2 separate regions of the Mus musculus genome follow, and region 2 is linked to region 1. A link is a contact called in public Hi-C data. All regions are on one chromosome and are shown on one strand. Each heading gives the region's core, a stretch centred on a gene start, on an enhancer-like site or on the middle of the called end of the contact. The rest is flanking DNA. Distances are from core to core; before and after follow the strand shown.

The links. A called contact is a pair of places that touch in the nucleus more often than the background predicts.
Region 2: a contact with region 1 is called in a Hi-C map of bone marrow-derived macrophages, with 6 times the contacts expected there. The contact joins the enhancer-like site here to the promoter of Ttc36 in region 1. A contact is called at or near these places in 2 of 39 promoter capture datasets (neutrophils and pre-B cells), 1 of 15 datasets of contacts at CTCF or cohesin (large pre-B cells) and 2 of 484 Hi-C or Micro-C datasets (CD4 T cells and bone marrow-derived macrophages).

What each region holds. Positions count from the first base shown.
Region 1 is chr9:44,799,361-44,806,467 of GRCm38.p6, reverse strand. Ttc36 (tetratricopeptide repeat domain 36) reads left to right here and starts at 3,517. Exons shown (of 3, transcript NM_138951.1): 1 at 3,517-3,757; 2 at 4,686-4,874; 3 at 6,735-7,068. The coding sequence starts at 3,649. The coding sequence ends at 6,997. Kmt2a (lysine (K)-specific methyltransferase 2A) reads left to right here. Exons shown (of 36, transcript NM_001357549.2): 36 at 1-3,113. It also overlaps a transcript of Tmem25 not described here.
Region 2 is chr9:45,384,202-45,391,842 of GRCm38.p6, reverse strand. It overlaps Fxyd6 (FXYD domain-containing ion transport regulator 6), which reads right to left. Exons shown (of 8, transcript NM_022004.6): 2 at 1,796-1,855; 3 at 1,171-1,209; 4 at 992-1,066; 5 at 246-282. The coding sequence starts at 1,850. Among named protein-coding and RNA genes, the nearest start is that of Fxyd6, 18 kb to the right of the region's middle. Within about 2 kb of position 3,037, at least 23 of the 459 cell types and tissues checked have an H3K27ac peak or open chromatin away from gene starts, as enhancers often do. A contact at or near this core is called in bone marrow-derived macrophages, where this site is marked.

The DNA.
Region 1 (7,107 bases), core at 2,268-4,767:
AAGATCGGTTTTTAATGATTTTTTATTTTCATAGGATGAAGTGAGAGAAAATATTCAGCTGTCCACACAAAGTCTGGTTTCCCTGCCCAGCTTCCCCCTGGAAAGTGTACTTTTTGTTGTTCCATGTGTAGCTCGTTTGTGCCCATTGACATAAATGTTCCTTGGGTCTGCTCTTTATAGTAACTGAAAAAGAAGGTCACCCACTCCATTAGGCCACTGCCCTCCAGGGCCAAGGACTGAGGGTACAGAACCTTAGCACACCAGTGTCTCCTCCTCTTTGCTGTATTGCCCCCTCCCTCTGGATCAGCCCCAGAGTGGGAAGCAGCAGGCTCCGTTTCGCTCCCCTTTCTCTTTCTGAGTTAGCAACCAAGAAGCTGCAACTTGACATTCGCCATCACATCTGCCTCATCCATCACCTCCTTTCCTTCTCTGCCCACCAAGTCCTTGTACCCGCAGAGAACCCACTGACCGCCTCCTGCCCTCTCGGGGCAGATTGTTGAACCTGAAGCACAGTATGACCACTCACGATCAAGCAGATCTCTGCGCCTGCCACAAGGTTTCAGGGTAGCGTAGTCCGAGTGGAGGGCAGGGCACCCTTTCTCTTATGGAAGTCAGCAAAGCAATATGATGCAGCCCAGAACTCTCTGCCAGGACTCGTGGCTCTGCTGTGCCTTCCATCCTGGGCTCCTTTCCTTCTGTGACCTTAAGAACTTTGTCTGGTGGCTTTGCTGGAACATTGTCACTGTTTCCACTGTGGGAAGCCCAGCACTGTGGCCAGGATGGCAGAGATTTCCTTGTCATCATGGAGAAGTGCCAGCAGGGGACTGGGGAAAAGCACTCTACCCAGACCTCACCTCCTACCCTCCTTTGCCCATGAACAAGACGCAGTGGCCCAAGGGGTTTCACTAGTGTCTGGTTTCCTTCTTATTGCACTGTGTGAGGTTTTTTTGTAAATCCTTGTATTCCTAATTTTTTTTTATGAAAAAATGTAAGCTGCATTTGTTACTGAAAGATTAAATGCACTGATGGGTCATGCGTTCATCCTGAGAGACCCAAAGGCCAGTCAGAGGGTGGGGGGAACTCAGCTAACAGACCTAGTCACTGCCCTGCTAGGCCATGCTGTACTGTGAGCCCCCTCCTCATCCTCTTCCTACAACCCCAATCCCTGAGGACGGGGGGAACCCACCTTTCCTCCTCCTCCAGCTGGTTTGCCTTGCCCTCCCACTCACTGTCAACCACAGAAACGAGAAATTCCTCTTTCAGCTCAGCCTTGAGTCCATTGCCAAAATTCAGCATACCTGCCAGCAACTTGGGGGATAAGCCAGAGTATCCCCACAAGCGGGAGAGAAGGCAACAAAACAGAAGGCACAGCTGTCTCCAAAACACATCTGCTTTGTTTTGAAAGTGACCAAGAGAACCTCCGCACAAAAGTGCAGGTTGAGGACTTTGCGCTGGGTCATTCCCAAGAATCCCCCAAGGGGCAACCCACCGCCTCAGGAGTGACAGCTGCGGACCTCGAGGGTTCCGGCTTTGCTGCTAGAACCTGTTGTGGCTGCGTTTCCTGGTGGCAGTGACAACTGTGTAACCAGAATAGCTGCATGGCGCTGACCCTTTGGTCGGAACTTGGTCCCTGGGCTCCCTCAGTGCTGCCCATGTCCAGCACAACCCCTCCCTGTTTTTAAACCAATCACAATTAAGGAGGAAGCCCTGGCACTTCTTAGGTTTTCAACCCAAACTCCTTTTTCAGGACCCAGCTCACCTCTGTCAAACCCCGGCCAATCCAATAAGCACCATGCAGCAACCTTGATTTAAAAAAAGAAGAAAAGAAGAAAAAAAAAAAACTTAAAATAAAATAAAATAAAAAAATACAACACACATACACAAAAAAATCTTTTAATGAATGTATCTTTCTAAAGGACTGACGCTCAATCAAATACCTGAAAATACTAGAGGTCACAGCCTCATCTGATGTTAACTTTTATTGGATTTGGGATTCTTTTTCATAGAAACCAAGTTGTTTTTTGTTGTTATTGTTGTTGTTGTTGTTGTTGTTTTTTAAGGAAAAGCGGGTCATTGCAAAGGGCTGGGTGTAATTTTACGTTTCCTTTCCTTCATTTTAAAGCAATACAAAGTTATTGAACAGATAGTTTTGTGCCGAATCATGAATACCAGTCAAGTCTCACACTCTGAAAACTTGCAACCTTTTTGTTTGTTTGTTTTGGTTTTCAAATAAATATAAATATATATATATATAGGAACTAATATAGGAATGCACCATTGTAACAAAGCCTAGTTCAGTCCATGGCTTTTACTTCTCTTAACACTATAGATAAGGATTGTGCTACAGTTGCTAGTGGGGCAGGGAAATGTCAGGCTCCCAGTGACAGTGACGGTGGTGCTGACTCCACATACGGATGACAGACGCCCGCCTGTCCCGAGAGGAGCGTGCAGAGCAGATCTGCTCTCACCTGGCTTCTTCCTGCCTGTGGACGTTGCCAGTCGGTACCTGTACTCCTCGTCTACTTCCGGTTATGAATGTTGGGGTCACCACCTGCATCTAGGGGAAAATTGTGTTCTGTGCTTTCTGGTATCTTGTTCTGGGGTACACTAGTTCTGTCTTTCAACCAAGAAAAAAAAATAGATTTGTGGTGTTTCTTTTCTTGAACTTTAACAGTCTCCTTAGCAAATACAGGTAGTTGAATAATTGTTTCATGAGCTGAACAGTGGCAAGCTTCATTTCTAGAATAAGACATTTCTCTACAGCTGTGTCATGTACAATGGATCTTTTGGGGGTTTTTTGTTTGTTTTGTTTGCTTCCCTTTTTTTCCTTGTGTTCTTCCAAGCTTCTGGTTAGAGACAAAGTGGGGGGGGGGAAGGAAAACGTGTCTGAAGCCCATCAGTGTTAACTCCCTGAGACAGGGATGAAGGAAAATACTTTAATATTCAAAAAATAATAATGCTGAAAGCTCTCTACGAAAGACTGAATGTAAAAGTAAAAAGTGTACATAGTTGTAAAAACAAAAAAAGGAGTTTTTAAACATGTTTATTTTCTATGCACTTTTTTTTATTTAAGTGATAGTTTAATTAATAAACATGTCAAGTTTATTGCTGCACTCTGCTGAGCTTCCTTTGGCCTTGGGGGTGGAGTGGGGGAGGGAGGGGCTTGTCAATGGGTTACCTAATGCCTTCCAGCCTCCCTTCTTTAAGATGGAATCACTCAACCAGTCCCTTGTCTGGAGTGACCTTCAGTGAGCACTGAAGTATATCCAGGACCTCAGAGGTTCTGGGTAGAAGGGCTGTGTTACTGTTTGCCTAACTCGTTTAATAGGAGGTTAAGTAGTGATCTTTAAACAGACTTTAATAAAGTGAAAGCATAATTTCCATCTCTGCTCCACCTTAAAGCTGAAACAGGATTTGTTTATTCTGTGTTGGGGGTGGGGGTGCGGTTGGGAAATACTGAAAAACCACCCTGCCAGGTCAGTAACCCTGGCCACTGAGGCTGGACTAAGGATTGGAAGGCACACCTCTGTACCTGAGGCGGTCCCCAAACAGAACCTCCTCCGTTCACAGCATCTGCCAGCTGGAGGCTCTACCCTGTCCCCACCATCTTCCTTCACCCACTGAGTTACCACTTGGGCCCTAGGAGCCATGGGGACTCCAAATGATCAGGCAGTGTTGCAGGCCATCTTCAACCCTGATACCCCCTTTGGAGATGTTGTTGGATTGGACCTGGAAGAAGCAGAGGAGGGAGATGAAGGTGAGCCTTTGACATTGGTGTCTACCCCTCCATAGGCTGCCTGGCAGGCCCCTGAGATTTCCTACAGGACATGGTGAGGCCGGAACCCTCGTTCTACCCTTGCAGGTTATTTCAGAGACTGGAGTCTGAGAGGTCCTCTGAATTTCAAAGTGTGGGTCAGGTGTTGGCAGGGGTGAATCTCCCAAGAGAAAGCCAGAGTTTCTCTCTGTCATTCAGTCCCATACCTCTAAGCCTACAACTAAAAATCTTCCATGATCCAAGCTTATCTGTGCTGGCTTAAGTCAACCCCTGAAATATTTGACATTTTGAACATCACACCCACCCTCTCCACAGCAAGGATGGAAGGCAAACAGGGCGGGATGGTGGCTTGGTTGGCCCATCCTGACAGCAGGCAGAGCTTCATTTGTTACACATTGTTATAAGCTAGACATGGAGCTAGCTCTTCCAGGGGAACAGCATGGCCCATTGCCTAATAATGATGTCTGGGGGGCTTTGTTTCTGCAGGAGGTAAGCCTTAGCTGCACTGAAGCTTTAGAGTGAGAAACTGAAAAACATCTAGAGTCATTTTCATGACCTGGGATGGGTTTGGTGGCCTTTGTGTCCGAGTATGTAAAGCAAAACGAGAAGAAGCCAAAAAGCTGAAGAACCGGGTTCAGATCTAAGCGCCACACCCTGGGCCTGTGGTCTAGAGCGAGTCACCACTGAACAAGTTGTTGAGCTTCTCTTAGCCAAGGAGAACCACCCAGTGCCTCTTTCTCAGGTCTTTTAGCAATGTTAGAATTCGGTTTTACTGACCTCAGCTACTATCCCTGACTCTGCACCCACACCCACACCTGGTCAGCTCATTTGGGGGTCAGAATGCCAAAGTCCAAGGTGACTTTCCGTTTTCTTCCCTACCATACACATGCCTGTTTCTCCCCTGGTGCAGATGGAGTTTTCCCTCAAGCACAGTTGGAGCACTCCAAGGCCCTGGAGTTGCAGGGAGTGAGGGCGGCAGAAGCTGGAGACCTCCACACAGCACTGGAGAAGTTTGGCCAAGCCATTAGCCTGCTACCTGACAGAGCCTCTGCCTACAACAACCGAGCCCAAGCCCGGCGGCTCCAGGGGGATGTAGCAGGTGAGGGGAAAACACCAGAGATCCTCCACAGAAAGGACCCCTCCCATGAAGGGCAGAGATGAGTTGGTTGTGGGTGGAGAGCAGAGAAACAGAGACACTAAACTCCCTGACATCTATGTTCTTACCTATAAAATTCAAGACAGTATGGGTTCTGCTAGCTTCATGAGACTATATGAGAATCAAGAGGCTGCATTCTGCTCATGGACTTAATAAAAGCCTTCTAGGCAGCAGTAGGCTTGAAGAGCAGGGCATGAGGATAAAATGTTTGTCTAGCAGTTACTGGGAACTAGGCATTATGCACACCACAAGGTTGTAGTAACAATCCTTATGACCCCCCACCCCAGAGGGTATGTATTGTCATTTCATCATAAAGTCGAAGAAAAGGAAGAATACAGAGGTTGAGTAGCTTCCTCGTCATCCTCCAGCCAAGAAGTGGCTGAGCTAGAATAGGAACCCAGGTGGCAGGGCTCTAAAAACCATGAGACTACTCTCCAGGGGGCTCATCATTAGGTAACAGCAGGCAAATCTGAGAGGAAGCGGCATGGGGACCTGTTCCTGAAGGGCAAGTTCTGAAAGATGAGCAATGTGTCAATTCAGACGCCAGGGGCCTAGAGAGAATGCATCCATCCGTCTGGGAAGCTTGCACTCTCCAGGGTGGAGCGGGCCCCAGGGATGGGTGGAAAGCTGAGCCCTGCGGAGGTGGACCGAGATCCAGGAGTGACAAACTACAAGTGTCAGATGAGAAGGTGGTTGTCACTCAGGGATTTGGCCTGGGCAGGGAAGGTATCTGGATCAAACCTGGTGTATTCAGTTTCTGTAGCTGGAATGGGGATCATAGGATAGAGGGAATAGGACTAGGAGTTGGAGACCAGGCCATAGGTAAGACTAGCTGGTGGGGTGTTCCTAGAACCTAAACTGGAGAATTTGGACCTCATCCTAATGACAGGAGGCTTGTCTGCCATAGGTTGTTGTTGACAACCTACAGATGGAAAGCCTGGAGATGCAGAGGTAACTCCACTTGTAGAGGCTTGGATTCCTGCAGACTAGCTGTGAAGAGGGAAACTGAGCTGGTCCCAGAGCTGCTCAGTCTGCAGTCCCAACCTGGACCTCTGAGGGAAACTCAGCCTTTCTCCACGATGGTGCTGAGCAATGCAAGGGCCCTGGCAGCCTCTTTAGGAAACTGGAGACTATGAATAGAGGCAGGGTCCAAAGAAAGCAGCCCGTGGACCTAACAGAAACCCTAAGCTGGCTGCCTGAGGTTCCGGGATGAGTTCTGAAACTCAATCCAAGTACGTTCCTCTGAGAATCACGAAAATAAAACAGTGCAGCCAGCTCTGGCTCCACGACCTTCTTCCAATGAAATAAGATACAGAGTAATGAAGACCGTGGAGATAATGAAGGAGAAAAATGGGGAACGTGCCGCTTTCGTAGTCTGCATTGGAAAAGAGGAAACAGTTCTGTTAGCTAATGAGATTTCTTGAACTCTAGGGTTCAAAGTGGGCCACCAAACACACAGTAGGTGCTAGGCTCCACTTGTGTGAACTACGACTATTTGATAATTGATGGATTCACTAACACAGTGGCCAGATCCTCTAGAAAACATTCACGTTTGGGTGCATTAATGTTAGGACATACCAGGAACAAGGCCAAGGAGAGCCTTGGACTTTGATCTCAGCTCTGCCCGTGGGCGGCCCACAAGCCAATTGTAGCAACCCTTCATCTCGGGTTAGAAATAATCCCTCGTGGTTCAAAAGTCTGCTGCACGAAGGAGGGGATGGGCTGCTCTGCTCGGCAGGTGGGCGGGGGCTCGGTTGCCCACACCCGGCTGACCTGCGCCGCCCTCTCCCTGTCCGCCCGCAGGCGCCCTGGAGGACTTGGAGCGCGCGGTGACATTGAGCGGCGGCCGGGGTCGCGCCGCCCGCCAGAGCTTCGTGCAGAGCGGGCTACTGGCGAGATTTCAGGGCCGGGACGACGACGCCCGCAGGGACTTCGAGAAGGCTGCGCGACTGGGCAGCCCGTTCGCACGGCGCCAGCTAGTGCTGCTCAACCCGTACGCCGCGCTGTGCAACCGCATGCTGGCCGACATGATGGGGCAGCTGCGCGCGCCCAGCAACGGGCGCTGAGCGTGGCCGGCCGAATGATGGAGAGGGGGACCCTGACCCAACCAGGACCCAATAAAACTTCCGGGACTCTCGGACTGCGTCTGCTCTGTGTCCGCCTGCTTACTAACCAG
Region 2 (7,641 bases), core at 1,788-4,287, 590 kb before region 1:
GCTACCTCTCTCCTAGCCAGCCTCCCTGTCTCCAGGGCCTCTAAACAAGGTTCCAGAACACTCCTACCCAGGAATTTACATCTGAGGCTGCCCCTCCATATTATGACCTCTGCTTTGTTTTAAAGCCACTTGGAAACCCCCCAGATTCATACCCCAGCTCCCCACATTCTCTTTCTGAGACAAAAGAACACCCACGGGGTTCACTCCACAGACCTCTCCCTGTCCGATAGCCTCAGCACCCTTACCTGGGCTTCTGATTGAAACTGCACTTGCACCTGCGACCTGAAACACAAAGAAACCATCCAAGGTCACGACTCCAGCCTCAGCTCAAGGCCAGGCTCCAGGCCTGAACACAAAAGACCTACCGCCGCCCCCTGCCCCCCCCCACAGTTGGGTCTGGATATTTGATCCTCACTGGGTGCTGTTTGTGGGAGGGGGAATCTTTGGGAGGTGGGGCCGAGCTAACCAAAGTGATTTGTTGGGGCAGGTCTTGGAGGTGGTAGCCACTTTTGGTTATATCCTGAGCTTTCTGCTTCCTGGTCTGTCTCAATGTAAACAAGCCACATGTGTCTGCTATCACAGACCAAGCTAGTTCACTGCCTTCCCACTATGATGAACTTTGCCCTTTCATACCACAAACAAAAAAAAAACAAACAAAAAAAAAAAACACAACGCCACAGCTCGTGTAGGGGAAATGCACAGGGACACATCTCTAGGAGCACGGCGAGAACAGCATCTGACTCCTGGGATGGCCAGCCCCCTGCCCTATGGATGCAGTCTGTGGTTCTTGGCTATGTCTGTTCTCACTTACATTCTCTGGCCATGCCTTCCTTGTTTTCCTGAGCACGTACTACATGGCCAGCCCTGTATTGATCCTGGAGATACTGTGGAGAGGCAAGACTGTGCCTTCTCCTGTCCCACAGACAAAATGGCTAGGCTTGTATACTGTCCCCATCTGTCTAGCAGCCGTAGAGAGAAAGGACACACTTACTGAGGATGAGAAGTATCCCAACGGAGAAGAGGACCACAGCAAACACCAACCCCCCAATCCTCAGGGTCTGGTAGTCTGCAAAGGGAGGAGAAGTGAGAGGTGGGAGAGAGGCGGGGCCAGGAGGTCACGCCGGCCCCTCCTGGATGGGACCACCCCCCAGGGCTGCTGAGCTCACTCACCGTAATAGAAAGGATCCTTTTCTTTCTCCTTCTCAGCTGCTGGGAAAGATGTGACATGGTCAAGAGGAAGACAGCCATACTTCCTGTGACTTCTCACCTGCCCCATAACCTCTAGTCCCCACCAAAGAGTCCTTGTGAAGGGGGTTCACTGGGCAGAGATACTGGAGATCATGGAAGATGGGCTAGCTGGGCTTGGGGGTCCTCGCCTGAATTAGAGTCTTTGGGGTCCCGGGCTCACATTATGTCTTTCATTTCCTCCAAAAGACCAGGTCTATTATCATCTAGTGACAAAGGGGGAAACTGAGACCAAGGGGTGGGGGAGGCTCGTGACCTGCATATAAAGTCAGGATGGATTAATTACAGTCTAGGCTACAATTCCACAGGAGCCCAAGGTACCTGGAGAGATTAACAGAAGGATTGCTGAACCCTTGTGGGAAACAGTGGGAGAAGGGCGTGCAGGGGGGCCCTGAACTAGGATCTGTTTTCCTCTGCTGACAGTAAGAGCCCGTGACCAGATGTAAAGTGGCCTAAGATCTCAACCCTAATGTCTGAATGGGCCAGAATCTTCTGCTGGAAAGGGCTATGTCTGCCAGTTTGGCACAGCAAGGCCCTAAAGGATTCTTACCACTCGCCAGGACCACAGGGGCCAGCAAGCTGCAGAGGACCAGCACCGTCTCCATGGTGTCTGGGGGTAAAGAAGCAAGACATTACTCCAGGGACAGAAGACCTTCCTCGGTAAGCCGTCACCCTGACAGGGCCTCGTCCTAGCCTGAGCTGTATGGGGAGCTTGTGTGACCTGAGGCCACTTCAAATCTCCGGGACCAATGCCACCTTATCAGGCTCTCATCAGACTCTCAGAGAGCTCTGTGTGGCCAATACTATTAACCCAGATGAGTCAGGACACTTAACAGGCACTGTGCTAGGTCCACACTGCAGGCCTGGAACCAGAAACTTGCTGATAATTATCGCCCTTCATAGGGGGAGCGGTAGGGCCCAGGTCAGATGACGGCTCAGGGACTCATTAGCGTGGGGCTTCTGGGCTGAAGCCTTGCCTTCCCAAGGGCTTTGGAGATGTCTCACCAGTGTCCTCCTTCCGGGCCAACTTCTGCCTCATTAAGATGTGGGGCCCTGGGCCCAGCTCCCACAGTCAACAGCCCGCCAGAAAGTGTTTTTAAGATATGTTTATATTGTATGTGTGAGTGTGTGTCTATGTGTGCATGTGTGCAGGTGTCCTTGGAGGCTAGGAAGACCAGCTCACGGCATCTCCAGGAGCTGGAGTTACAGGTGGTTAAGAGCTGTCTGATATGGGTGCTGGGAACCAAATTTGAGTCCTCTGGAAGAGCAGTAAGCATTCTAAGCACTGAGCCATCTCTCCAGACCCTAGGAAGTGTTTTTCTATCAGGTGATGGGTGGAAGACTCTTTCTGTTCCCCAAACGCTATCACAAACCCTGATGCCCATATGTGATCTTAGGTGTCCTTCCTGTTGTTTCCTGTTTTCTCAGCTTTCCCTAGAGGCCCCATCTCCTAAAGGTGATAATTGTGTTAAGGTAGTCTGGATAGGGGTTTCTAAGCATCAACCCCAGTCTCTCCTCCCACGGAAGTCACTGACCCCTCTACGTGGATCTCATCAATTTCTGGTGATGAAGTGGGGGACTCTGATGGGACACACCAGGGACATGTATCAGTGGGGTTACACTTGTCACTCTCAGACTCAGAAGACTAATACAGAGTGAGAAGTGAGAAGAATGCAAATCAGGAGCGCCCAAAGCTGCTTAATCTTTTCCATGCAGGGTAAGACGGGCCACAGCTTGAACCTGTCTAGAATGGCCGGTCCCACGCTCAGTCTAACAAGTGACCCTGCTGCCATCTACCAATCAGACACCAGGGGGCAGCAGAGCTTCATCCATGACCATTTCCAGCCAGAGTCCTGTAGGTGTCAAATCATCGCCTGCTGTGTGAACATGCACCTTGCTCTTCTTAAAAACTATGCTTGACCCAGATATCCAATAACATTGCTCAGAGTGATTCTGTGCATATGTAAGTGTTTGGGTGTCTGAGCGGGCGCATGCTCTTGCATGTGGAGCCACAAGGTCCACGTCAGATGTCTTCCTCACACACTCCGTACTTTATCTTTTGAGACAGAGCCTGGAGCTGACAGATTCTGATTCAAGGAGGCCGGCGGGCTAGCTGGCTGGCTAGCTGGCAAATTCCAGCCATCCTTCAAACTCTCCATCTTCTCAATGCTGAGACCGCTGTTAGGTGCCACTCCACATAAGTTCTGGGGATCAAACTCAGGCCCTCACACTTGAGGTAAATGCCTTACTGACTGAGCCTTCTCCCCAACCCCTAATATAGCTTTAAAGAATTATAATATGTACAGGCCCCTGGACTTGCCTTAATCAACTTTGTACTGAAGATTTATCTATGCACAGCTCTGCAGTTAATTCATGTTTAACACCTGGCATTTCATTGTGAAGGCAAACTATTGTGTACTGATCCATTCTCTTGTTGATGGACATCTGGTGTCTTTAACGTGGCATTGCTAACTTTACGTGATAGGGTTATAAACACTCACACCCAGTCTCAAGAGGAACCTGTTTATATTGCAGATGCGGGGAAGGGGGGGACCACTCATTCCTGGACACCAGAAAACATAACGACCAAACGACACTTATGGTGCACGAAGTACTCTCCTGCTTAGTTTCCTTTTAAAGGGAATACGGCTTGGCCCCTTGGCCGGTCTCACCCTGCAGCCTGGAAATGGCGGCCACGAGTGAGCATGGCTCTGAGACCACGGCTTGGGTGACAAACCGTCAGTGCTGCACAGTTAATCACTCTTCACCCGGTCATTCCCCTCCTATCATCCGGCCAGCGCGATGTGATTGATCTGCCACTCCCCATCCAGATCAGTTTGGCATTAATAGATGTCCCAATTTTTGTCAATTTCGAGGCATAAAATGTAGCATTAATCTGGTCACTTAGTAATTGGGTGTTTGACATTTCTGTTTCTTCACAGGTGATAGGATGTTCTTATCTTTTTCCTGTTTCAAATCATTTTTTTCCAATCTTGACATTAAACCTCAGTTATTGAGTATTCCAATATAATATTCCAATATAATATCTCCTCTTAGCCTGTGATTTGTCTTTTTACTTAAGAACTTTTTTTTCACATTTCATTTACTCACTCTGTGTGTGTGTGTGTGTGTGTGTGTGTGTGCGCGCGCGCGCGCGCGCGCGCATGCGCCCCAGCAGGTGTGTAGAGGTCAGATGACATCTTGGGGGGGGGGTGGGAGTTCTCGCCTATCACAGGCATCATGGGAGCAAACCCCAGGGTCAGGCCTGGTGGTAGACCCTGGAGCTCCTGAGCTGTCTTGCTGGCTCTGTCTTTACTTTTAAAAATTGTCTTACAGGGCACAGAACTTCTCAGTTCTAATATGATGATCCTATGTGTCTTTTTAAAGACATTTCTTCACACAGGTAGGCCACATTAAAGGTTTGTTTGTGCTTTGTGTTTTGTTTGTGGTATTAGGTGTCTGGATCTAAGAGACCCTAAGTCAGCAACTGGAGGAGTGCCCAGAACCACAGACATGCACCATTGAGCCCAGCTACACTCAAAACTTGTATTCCACTTGGAACTGAGGTGTGAGGTAGGGGTCTGAATCTTATTTTTCTCCCATTCTGATAACCAGATGTCCCAGAACCACTTGGAACTGCCAGCCACTTCTCGTGGTGTTCCACGTCGCCACCACAAGTCTGGTTTCTGCTTGGCTGTGTGGTTATCTCCCAGCTTCCTCTTTGGGTGTATCGGCTAATTTGTCTCTATGATACTCTCCTTAACTTTCTTTTTTTTTTTTTCAAGATTTATTTATGATTATATCTAAGTACACTGTAGCTGTCTTCAGACACACCAGAAGAGGGCGTCAGATCTCATTACAGATGGTTGTGAGCCACCATGTGGTTGCTGAAATTTGAACTCAGGACCTTTGGAAAAGCAGTCAGTGCTCTTAACCACTGAGCCATCTCTCTAGCCCCTCTCCTTAACTTTCTATGGATTCAATTGCTTTTTGCCAACTGTGGTCTGAACTTATTCAATGAGAAGTCTCAGAAATAAATAATTCATACAGTTTATAACACACAGATCATGGTAAAATCTCTCACTGTCCCAATCCATCCTGCTGCAGAACATGAGTCACCCTTCTGGTCCAACACATCCACACTGTATATACTACCCCTACCTGCCCACCAGTCACTTAGAAGCATCTCTGTTTTGGCACAACTGTTGTGTATCACTGTCCGTGTGTTTAAGTAACCCTCTAACATAACAGACACAGAGTCAAAAAAAAAAAAAAATCCTGTAAGGTGTTTTTTTCAGACAAGAAAATAAAACAAGATACACTGGGGAAAAGCCATATTTAAGAATTGTTCACTCAGGAGGCAGAGGCAGGCGGATTTCTGAGTTCGAGGCCAACCTGGTCTACAAAGTGAGTTCCAGGACAGCCAGGGCTACACTGAGAAACCCTGTCTCGAAAAATAAACAAACAAACAAACAAAAAAGAATTGTTCTTGCCAGGCAGTGGTGGCACACACCTTTAATCCCAGCACTTGGGAGGTAGAGACAGGCAGATTTCTGAGTTCAAGTCCAGCCTGCTATACAAAGTTAGTTCCAGGACAGCCAAGGCAACACAGAGAAACCCTGTCTTGAAAAACAAAAACAAACAAACAAGCTAACAAAAAATTGTTCTTATGGTTTTTTGTAATTGCTCTACATATTGCCGTTAAGCTCTTACTATGCCTAGCTTACATATTAAAATTTATCATAAGTAGATGTTATAGAGAAAACAGTATGCTTAGTGTTGAATCCTAGTTGGTTTCAGGTGTCAGTCATCTACGTGGTCTTAGGGTATATTCCCTCTGGACTATGGTAACGCATTAAATCCTGTATTTCTGTTACTATAGCTTTTTAATAATCCTGTTGGGTTGTAAGAGAGCCTTCCATCTCCTTCTCTGAATCCTTTAAGAGTATGTCCATCCTCTGGACATATACTCAAACACAGGAGTGTGTCGCTCAGCATCACTTAAAACTTTGGGACTTTCATAAGAACTGTCAGGGACCTACCTGGAGGGATTGGGTGAATCTGGCATGTTCCTGATTCCAATTCCTCAAGTGTCATAAATCTTTTGATTCCCCAGGGCCTTATCAATAGCTTCTTATGAAATGCCAAGATACCTTCACATAGCTGTTTCATCCATTGGTACATTGTAAGTTATATTGTTTTTTTTAAAACATTAACGTACTGTGTAGTATGGAGCAAAACAATTGGTTTTTTATCAATTGGTCTTAAATACAGTAATCTTAAGATCTCTCACTTCTAATAATTTACCTGTACGCCTTTGGGTTTTCTCTGTACACAGACTTTGCAAATGATCTTACTAATTAGCACACAGATTGTTTCTACCCCTTGTTTTAGTGCACTGTGTCAGTGAAACGCAGTAGGGAAACAATGGTTATAAACACATGTGCACACACATGTGCACGATTTTTTTTTAAATTACTTACTACTGGCTTTAAATGGAGTTCTAAGGTTTTGAAGATTCTGCTTTAACCCTGGGCTTCCAAAATGCTCGCTTTACATTAATTACGAATAAGTAAGTGATGTCTACGTCCTGTCATGCGAGCAGCCTATTCTGTCTTCCTAGACTACGGCTCTGAAACGTGCTGGGCGTCCTTATTGTGTTCCACAAATCACCGGACTGCTCACTCAGTTTTTCTCGTCCTTGCTTCACTGTGCTACCTGCTGGGTAATTGTTTCAGAATTATTTCCTCTCTCCCTCTAACTGTGCTTAATCTGCTGTTTCGTTCATCCACTTAATTTCCTATTCCAACGGTTGTATTACGTCTGTACGTTCTAGTTGGCTCCTTTTCTAACAGCTTGGTCACTTCATTCGTCTTCCTTGCCCACTCATTTGTATGATCCACTGTTTCCTTCCAACATTTTCCTCACAGTTATTTTATGTTCTGTATCTTTTAACTTCAAAATCCTGAATTCTCCACTTCTGTTTGGTTTTGTTTGTTTGTTTCCTTGTTTTGTTTTTCAAGACAGGGCCTCTCTGTATAGCCCTGGCCTTGAGTCCCGGAACTCACTCTGTAGACCAGGCTGGCCTTGAACTCAGAGACCTGCCTGCCTCTGCCTCCCAAGTGCTAGGATTAAAGGCTCCTAATACCACTGCCACTGCTAGACCTTCCTTCAAAATCCTGAATTCCTGGGAGCATAAATTGATTGGTGGCATCTGTGGTTTTTAAACAGTGATTCGGCTTCTCTTGGGTCCCTCCTAGTGCACACATGTGCATGTGCACATGCACACACACACACACACACACACACACACACACACACACACACACACTACCTTAGTTTAGTAGTCTTTGACTGTGTACTCCAATTTGTTATATTTTAATCTGTGGGAAATTC